2 separate regions of the Pan troglodytes genome follow, and region 2 is linked to region 1. A link is a contact called in public Hi-C data. All regions are on one chromosome and are shown on one strand. The core of a region is the stretch at or near the end of the contact, and the rest is flanking DNA. Distances in the headings are between cores, read along the strand shown.

Region 1 (4,509 bases), core at 1,469-3,968:
AGCTTGACCAATATGGTGAAATCCCATCTCTACTAAAAATACAAAAATTAGCCAGGCGTGGTGGCGGGTACCTGTAGTCCCAGCTACTTGGGAGGCTGAGACAGGAGAATTGCTTAAAACCGGGAGGTGGAGGTTGCAGTGAGCTGAGACCACGCCACTGCACTCCAGCTGGGCAACAGAGCAAAACTCCATCTCCAAAAACAAAAAAAACAAAAACAAAAAAGAAGCCTCCCCTAGAAGGTCCAAAATACCAGCTGGAGATGTTCCTGTCACTCTTCTCCAGCCATCCCATCATCTCTCTCTGTAGTTTAACTACAGATGTTTCTGAGACTGGGGGTTGATTCACACTGAAGCTCAACAGAATCATAATATATAGGCTAGGATTTTATAAGTACAGAGCACCCGTAACTTAGAATCCTATGAATAAATGCTCCCATGTGATTGTATTCTATAGTATCAGTGTCATATTTTTATTTGATTAACCAACTAATCACTTTGCATGATCTCTAGACATATTTGAAACTTCAAAGACCTTTTCTGTTTGCTAAGAACTGTATTGGCTATTGTTCTAAGATCATTGAGAAGGTAGCTAGAAGTTTTTCGGTATTTATTTATTTATTTATTTATTTATTTATTTATTTATTTGAGACAGAGTTTCACTCTTGTTGCCCAGGCTGGAGTGCATTGCCGCGATCTCGGCTCACCGCAACCTCCACCTCCCAGGTTCAAGCGATTCTCCTGCCTCAGCCTCCCAAGTAGCTGGGATTACATGCATGCGCCACCACACCTGGCTAATTTTGTATTTTTAGTAGAGACGGGGTTTCTCCGTGTTGGTCAGGCTGGTCTCAAACTCCTGACCTCAGGTGATCTGCCCGCCTTGGCCTCCCAAAATGCTGGGATTACAGGTGCGAGCCACCACACCGGGCCAGCTAGAAGTTTTTATATGTATGTGTGTGTGTGTGTGTGTGTGTGTGTGTGTGTGTGTGTGTGTGTATGTATATATATATGTTAGGTATATATACATGCACCTATATATACAGTCATGAACCATGTAACAATGTTTTAGTCAATGATGGACCACATATATGACAGTGGTACCATAAGATTATAATGCTTTATTTTTACTGTACCTTTTCTATGTTTAGACACAGAAAGATTTACCATTATGTTACAATTGCCTAGAGTATGCAGTATAGTAACATGCTGTACAGGTTTGTAGCCTAGGAGCAATAGGCTATGCCATATAGCTTAGTTGTATAGTGTCCTATAGCAGCTAGGTTTATGTAAATACACTCTATTATGTTCACACAATGATTGAAATTGCCTAATGATACATTTCTCAGATCATACCTCTGTCTTTAAGTGACACATGACTTGTAGTAGCACTGTAGTGTCCTCTGGTTAAGTATACGTGACTGTAGCAGACAGCAGCATGACTGACTGTAGCATGTGGCATGTAGCATGTAGTATGTAGCATGTAGTAGTATGCTGTGGCCGGCCGTGCACAAGGATCTGAGGCTATAGCAGAGAATAAAACATGGTCCTTACTCATTTAGATCTTATAATCTACTGGGAAGACAGACGCTAATCAATTACCTACACAAATAAACATATGAGCACAAGCTAGGAAATGTGCCAAGAATGAAAGATACAGGGGTGCACCAGGGGGACTTGTGATTGGGGGTGAATGGTCAAGGAAGTGATTGGTATTGAGACCTAAAGCAAGAGTGGAGCAGTAAAGGAACGTCAGAGAAAGTTTTCAGGGCAGATCGAGGATGTGGAGGGAGGACAACAGGTGCTTGGCACCTCTGAGGGACAACCAGTGTGGCTGGAGGCTGGCGAGAGGGGCGTCACATAGTGGGAGGGGCTGAAGAGGCCGCAGGGGCAGACCTCAACCCAGGGAAGTAGGGGAGAGACGAGAGTGGACCTCATGTGTGACACTCCTTCTGATGGCCACATGCGGACTCCAATAGTTTGAGTAGTTTCCAAGGAGGAGGATTTGGGGGCTCCACGCTCACCCTTTACCTTCATGGAGGATGCACAACACACAGAGAAGCGGGGGAGGCTTGTCAGGGAAGCATTCTAGGTGCATGTCGGGCTGCCCCTTTCCATTAGGGGTCCAATTTTTTCCCATTGGAAAACTGAGGGCTGCTAACCAGCCATGGTGTTATGCACCTGTACTTCCAGCTGCTCGAGAGGTTGAGGCAGGAGGATCGCTTGAGCCCAGGAGGTCGAGGCTGCAGTGAGCTATGGCTGCACCACTGCACTCCAGCCTGGGCAATAGAGTGAGACACTGTTTCAAAAAACTTGAAAAAGGGCTGGGCGTGGTGGTTCACGCCTGTAATCCCAGCACTTTGGGAGTCTGAGGCGGGAGGACTACCTGATGTCAGGAATTCGAGACCAGCATAGCCAATATGGTGAAACCCCATCTCTACTAAAAATACAAAAATTAGCCAGATGTGGTGGTGGGCACCTGTAGTCCCAGCTACTCAGGAGGCTGAGGCAGGAGAACTGCTTGAAACTGTGAGATGGAGGTCGCAGTGAGCCGACACCATGCCATTGCACTCCAGCCTGGGTGAGACAGCGAGACTCCATCTCAAAAAAAAAAAAAAAAAAAAAAAATTGAAAAGAAAGAAAGGAAAAAGCAGACAGAGGGCTAGGCTTCTGACAGGCCCCATAGGGAGAAGCCTATTCAGTGAACCTGGGACAGCTGGCAGGGCCAGAGCTCAGCTGATCATTCATGGGCTTGTCACTCAGTCAGTAAAAGAATGGGGATTCCGAGGAAGGACAAACAAAGGAAAGAAAAAAGATGGAAAGGTCACTCCATGCCCCAGATGCCTCAGAAACCCAGATCCTGTTTCCCAGGCCTGGCTGTCCTCCAAGTTTAGAATAATAGTGAAGAGAAAGAGCTTCTCCTGAGATCAGAACCTACCTCACTAGTAGATGTACTTCAGACAAACAAAACAAGGTAGAGAGACCTGGGCCAGGAGAGAGAAAGGACCCCAAAAAAGTGACCAAAGAGATCCCTGTCAGGATAACACAGTAACGACAATAATAATAATTGCTGGCATTTGTTGACTGCTAGCTAATTATTTTTTGTTTGTTTTTGTTTTTTTGTTTGTTTGTTATTGTTTGTTAGTTTTTTCTTTTTTGAGACAGAGTCTTGCTCTGTCACCCAGGTTGGACTGCAGTGGTGTGATCTCGGCTCACTGCAACCTCCGCCTCCTGGGTTCAAGCAATTCTCTTGCCTCTGCCTCTGGAGCAGCTGGGATTCCAGGCACCCGCCACCACACCCAGCTAATTTTTGCATTTTTAGTAGAGACGGGGTTTCACCATGTTGGCCAGGATGATCTCGAACTCCTGATCTCAGGTGATCCACCTGTCTCGGCCTCCCAAAGTGCTGGGATTACAGGCATGAGCCACCACACCCGGCTTGTTTTGCTTTTTGTATTTTATTTTATATATGTTTTTATTTTAGAGACACAGTCTGGCTCTGTCGTCCAGGTTGGAGAGCAACGGTATAGTCACAAGCTCACTGCAACCTCACACTCCTGCACTTACACCATCCTCCCACCTCAGCCTCCCACAGTGTTGGGATTACAAGTGTGACCCACCACACCTGGCTGTTTTTTACATTTTAAATACACCTTTTAAATTCTATAATACTTTTTAGATTTCCTAGCTATTCGATGCACTTTAATATCTCATTTACTTTTGTGGGTAAAGAAATTAGCCGTCTTCTTTTACAGATGCAGTGTCTGAAGTGCAAATAGGCGAAGTCACTTACCCAGGTTCACACAGCTGGTACATAAGGGAACGGCACCCAGGAGGTCTGGCTACCCCGTGAATGCCAGGGTAGAAATCACTAAAGGCCAACCTTCAGAGAGCAGAGCTACTTCCTCCCAGGGTGCTCAGAACAAAGCAGGGCTCTTTCAGCCTGGGGATGCCCTGGATGCAGGAGCCCGGCCTTATTTGGCTCATATCCCGGGAGGTGTTAGGGATGGATTAGGCAGTGGCTAAGAGCTGGAACTTTGGGTTTGAATCTCAACTCCATCTGTGATTAGCCCCTTAGTGGGGTGAGGGACCCTGGAGGGGATAGATTTCCTCCTGCCTCATTGTGGGACTCTCCAAGAGGGGGTTCCTACCTCCCCATGCAAAAGAAAGAGAAAAAGTTATACTAACTGTCATAGAATGTTGGGGCAGACACTCAAAAGTACCTAGCCGTATCTGTTTCCTTTCCCTTTGCTAACAGAATCCCAATCTTGTTCGGAGCAACTATGAACCCGGCCACAGAAAATGCATCATGGTTGGTTTTACTTAGGATAATCCTGTCACTCATTTTTTTCAGCCTCCCCTGCTGCTAGGGTTGATCCTCTTGACTCCTTTTGGCCAATGAGCCTCAGCAGAAATTGGCTTGGGGTAGAGGGCCTGTTCTCAGAAAGTATTCGCTTTCCTGATAAAAGAGGGCAGACACAATTGAAACAGCTCCAGCCCCAGGCCCCTGTCTTC
Region 2 (4,509 bases), core at 965-3,464, 280 kb after region 1:
TTTTATGGCCATAGAATCTTTTTCTCATGGAACATCGTTTAGAACTGTGGGAGATGCTAGGCTGGGATTTCTATGGGAAAAGTACAGCAGTGATAGAAGATGGCATAATTAGGGTACACTTAGGTGCTTTGTAGCATTGGCTGAAAAGGAAGCAGACCGGGTGGGCGTGGGGGAGTCTCAACTTGGTTCCAGGAGCCAGGCCAGCTTGATGCAAGTTTTTTTTTTTTCTAATGGTGGGAGGGCAGGCCAATAGTTGGAGAAACTAGAGGCCTGACAGTCGGTGATGGAAGAGATGTCTACTAAGCACGGTTGTCAGATCTTTGCGGAGAGATGCTGGTGTGCGTGTGTCTGTCAGAGTGTAACAGGATCCAGCCCTCTGGGAAGGGGCTGACCAGAACCAGGCAGGGGGTTTCTGTCTAGGATAAGTAGGGTCCATTTTCAGGGGAGCTGAAATATTTGCAGGGGGTGCTCTGAGACCCACAGCCAATAAATAGGGAAGCAACATGCTTCTGGGCAGGGTCCATGTGGTTAGGGTTGATTTTGATGGTGCTGGGGGGCTTAGAGTTAGACCCCCTGCCCTGGTCAGGCCCCACTCCCTGGCTGGTGGGGGCGGGAGGCCTCTGAAGCTGCAGCTGGAGGGGCCGGGGCAGTGTTGCATGGTGTGATTAACCTACTAACCCAGGGCTCAGCCGGGACGCTGTGGCGTGTGACGAGGTGCCTGGCCTTCTGCCAACCAACTAACCCACTAACCAGGCCCGAGCATGCCCTACTAACCACCCCCCCCGCAGCCAGATCCTACTAACCGTGCAGCTCATGGGCCTTTCAAGGGGCTGGGATATGGGGGCAGCCAAGGCTCCAGAAGGCTCTGCCTATGGGCTGGGATCTTTGTGCAGACCCACGTTCCAGGACAGAGAATGCAAATAAGACTCACCAACTCTGCCACTTCCTGTTGAGTGAGTTTGAGTAAGTCACCTCACTTCTCTCAACCTCAGTCTCCTCAGTGGTAGAATGCGAGTTCTGATACCTTACAGGTTGCAGTGAGGATTCCCGTCAATATAAGGGTCTCAGCACATGGCAGACACTTAAAAAAAAAAAGTATGAGGATGGAGGAAGGCCCCTCAAACCTGGTTGAACACGTCTGCTGCCTAGGTCCTGGCCTCTCTGGGTGTTCTGCACACAGATCCTTCTGCCTGGGGCAAGACACTTGCTTTGAATCCCTGTCACTTCCCCACATTCTTCCTCCATCTCAGCTTTCTTTTATGTAGGCAGCTCTTTTGTTCGATTACTAACCCGTCTAACCCCTGGGGTGCCTCAACTGCACCCCAATCATCCCTTAACAAACTAACGGACCTGCGTGCGTTCTTCCTTTTCTCTTAGCGACTCCTGTGTGTGTCTGCTGAGGTGCCCTGTCCGCTGGTGCTGTGCTCTGACTTACTAACCCAGCCCCTACTAACCCTGTTTTCTCTTCTTACTAACCCCAGCCCTGCCGAGCTCTGGGCTCCCCCCGGGGGCTGGTCCCCCTCCTTTTGGCAAGCAGATGACTTGGGGCTACTGGCCCTGTAGACAGATGTCCCACTTTGCTGCCCCATATTGGCTGTTTGTAAGATCAGAGTCCACTGGGCCAGGTCTAAGGCAAGGGATGGCCCTATTAACAAGACTCAGAGGAGGAAGAGGTGGTCCTGTGGATGTGGGAGGCTGGACTCTGAGTATGACATCTCTCCTATGTGCAGAAGTCTGGTTGCCACTGGGAGTAGGTGGGACCAGGGAAATCTCTGGGACGTGAGTGTGGAGGCCTGTTGGTCTAGACTCTAGACTGTGGAGCTCTGAGCTTTTGTGTCCTCTGGAAGGAAGCTGGGGAAGAATCCTCTCCATTGTTAAGTGACAGGGATAGAAGCTGTCCTGCACAGGAAGTCACGAGGGGGGCGTATCCCACGAGGAAGGCAGGAGGGGGCGTGCCCCTCACCGGAAATTAGCAGAGGGGCGTGTCCCACACCGGAAGTCAGAAAGCGGAGCGTTTCTTACACCGGAAGTCAATGAAGCGGGTCTTTCCTACGCTAAAAACCACTGAGTGGAGTACTTAGTACACAGGAAGTCGGCCAGAGAAACATTTCTCATATTTGAAGGCCGGAAAGAGGGACATTTCTGACACCGGAAGTCAGTGAGAGGACTCTTTCCCACACAGGAAGTCAGCTAGAGAGCCGTCTCCCCTCTCTGGAGCCGAGAGAGGCCGGTTTCCCCCATCGTAAGTAGACGTGGGGCCGTGACCGGAAGTCCTTGGGAAAGATCCGTCCCATTCCCGGAAGCTAGAGGGCGTTAGTTGTCGGGTTGAAAAGGGGTGTGGGGAGGGGAAGCAGCTTTACCCCGGGCTCGGAGTTTGCAGGAGAGAGAAGTGGGGAGCAAGAAATGAACCTCAGGGGCTCACAGGGTTCCCGCAGATGCTCAGGCCGGCCAGGAATGCATCTCTGGCTCTCTGTTCCCACGGACGTCACTGCCTCAGCCAGCCTCCCCCAGAGCCCGCCAGCCGCTAAGCCGGGGCCACACCTGGGGGTGATTTCATGCCTCACCTCCAGTAGGCACCTTGGTTTCTTTGGGCTAATCTCTGGCTCCCTTGCACTAACTCTTGCTCTCACCCAGCTAATCCCTGTCTCACCCTGACTGCCCCAGGGGCTGACCACTAACAACCAACCTGGCCCTGTCTGGGGGTTCCAGGCTCCTGGCCTGGCCCTGACCGGTTCTTAATTAACCTTTCCTTCACCTTGACTAACTCCTGCCTTCCTGGTCTGTTCCTTTCAGCAGAAACTAATGGCTTGTGGATTTTTTTCTGACTAACAACAGGTCTAACATTCCTTGTTACTGTTAACAGCTTGGATGTCGGCATGGCTGGGAAGGGGCTAACACAGCTTTGAACTTGGCTAACACAGGTTTGAACTTGACTAACACAGGGAAAAGCATAGCTAACAATTTTGGGCGTGGTGGCTGCTCTGAGTCAGAGCAATCAGAAGTCGGTAAAGATGGTAGTTTTCTAAAGGAGGTGCCAGGGCTCTGGTGTGGACCAGGCCTGATGGAGCAGTGGTACCCACCAAGGTGGGGTCAGAAGTATAGCCAGTCTTGCAAGGTTTTGGCCATTGGGCATATCTTCACTCCTCATAGTCTGCATTTGGTTTCAGTTCTTAAAAAAATATAGCCTTATAGCTACAGTAGTTTGCACAAGTAGATGCAGCTCTTATAAACCTTAAAATACCTGTCTGGTGTCTACAGAGCATATGCCATTTTGTATAGAGTCACCCGTCCCCAGGCCAGGGCCTAGAGTCTTCATTTTGGGGACTTTGTGTTTTGGAAGTTCTAGGACATAAAGCTTTAGATCAGAGTATTCAGAAGGGTTATAACTCCGTCAGTCATTTACATGTTAGTAGTATAAATTATCTGAGCTTCCTGTTCTAACTTTTAGCTCTTCTAGCATAAACTCTTCTGTGCAATTTAGCTGCACCGAGGAAACGGGAGTTTTTCTGGAAGGGACTTTTGATCTCTTTAGACTGAGGGAACGTCCTTTGGGAGTAGAGGGGCAGGGAGCATACGCAAGGGATTCCAGGTGCAGGTAAAAGGTGGCACTAGTTCAAGGTTTTGCTGACTCAGTCTGGTAGTCAGAGTCTGCAGGAGAAGACAGCTCAAGGCAGGGCCTGGAGGATTGGATCAGTTTAGGGACAGGTCAAAGGCTGGCTTAGAGACCTTAGAGGCAGGTTGCTTGGGTCGTTGAATGCTAGTCTGGTGCTGAGAGCCCTTTTCTCTGGCAACTGTGGACTCAGAGCTAACCAATTGTAGTTGGCAGTGGGGGTGAAGGGTGATCCAGAGGCCTGAGCTGCAGAGGGCACAAGAGAGAAAAGATGTCTTAGGAAGAGCTTTGAGAACATGCCTTGGCTGCTGGCAGGGACCTTGGATGGGGTAGTCTACACCCGAAAGTGCCTGCCTGCCATCCTCTAGTGGCTGCCTTACTCCATTTCACTCAAAGCAGGAAGCTCAGAAACACCTCCTATTCCTGAAAGTCCTCTTTGTTTAACTGCAAAGGCTTGATGCTGCTAAGGATCTACTATGTGCCAGGCACTGCTCTGGGCGCTGGGACCTGCACCTGGGCTTTTTCGTCATGGTGCTTTTATAGCCTAGTGGGAGAGTTGGTGAAGTAGATAGTGATTCAGTGAGATGGGTGTTATGATTGGTCAGGGGTCTGTGGGAGCACCAAGGAGACAGACAAGATTGATGTGCACCTACTCTGTGCCAGGCGTGTGCCAGGCATTGGGGATGTAGTGGTAGTTAAACACCATTTGGTCTTCAGGAGCTTTAATTCTAGTGTGTTGGGTGCAGGGGGGTGGAATGGGGACAGAGAGACACCTAATCCACCCTGTGGTGGCTTTCTGGAGAGGGAGGCATCTAAGCTGAGCTGTGGCTGGGTGGAGTGTGGGTGGGGATGAATTCTGGGCAGCGAGAGTGGTGGACACCAGTTTCTGGGGATCAGAG

What was found. Hi-C and Micro-C count contacts between places; a contact is called where the count stands out from the background.
Region 2: a contact with region 1 is called in a Hi-C map of stem cell-derived neural progenitor cells, with 4 times the contacts expected there. The contact joins two enhancer-like sites. A contact is called at or near these places in 1 of 7 Hi-C or Micro-C datasets (stem cell-derived neural progenitor cells) and 1 of 1 datasets of contacts at active chromatin or transcription factors (stem cell-derived excitatory neurons).

Annotation. Positions count from the first base shown.
Region 1 is chr23:28,557,198-28,561,706 of NHGRI_mPanTro3-v2.0_pri, forward strand. No RefSeq gene overlaps it. Among named protein-coding and RNA genes, the nearest start is that of ASPHD2, 35 kb to the right of the region's middle. Within about 2 kb of position 2,719, at least 5 of the 24 cell types and tissues checked have an H3K27ac peak or open chromatin away from gene starts, as enhancers often do. A contact at or near this core is called in stem cell-derived neural progenitor cells, where this site is marked.
Region 2 is chr23:28,834,702-28,839,210 of NHGRI_mPanTro3-v2.0_pri, forward strand. No RefSeq gene overlaps it. Among named protein-coding and RNA genes, the nearest start is that of CRYBB1, 55 kb to the left of the region's middle. Within about 2 kb of position 2,215, at least 23 of the 24 cell types and tissues checked have an H3K27ac peak or open chromatin away from gene starts, as enhancers often do. A contact at or near this core is called in stem cell-derived neural progenitor cells, where this site is marked.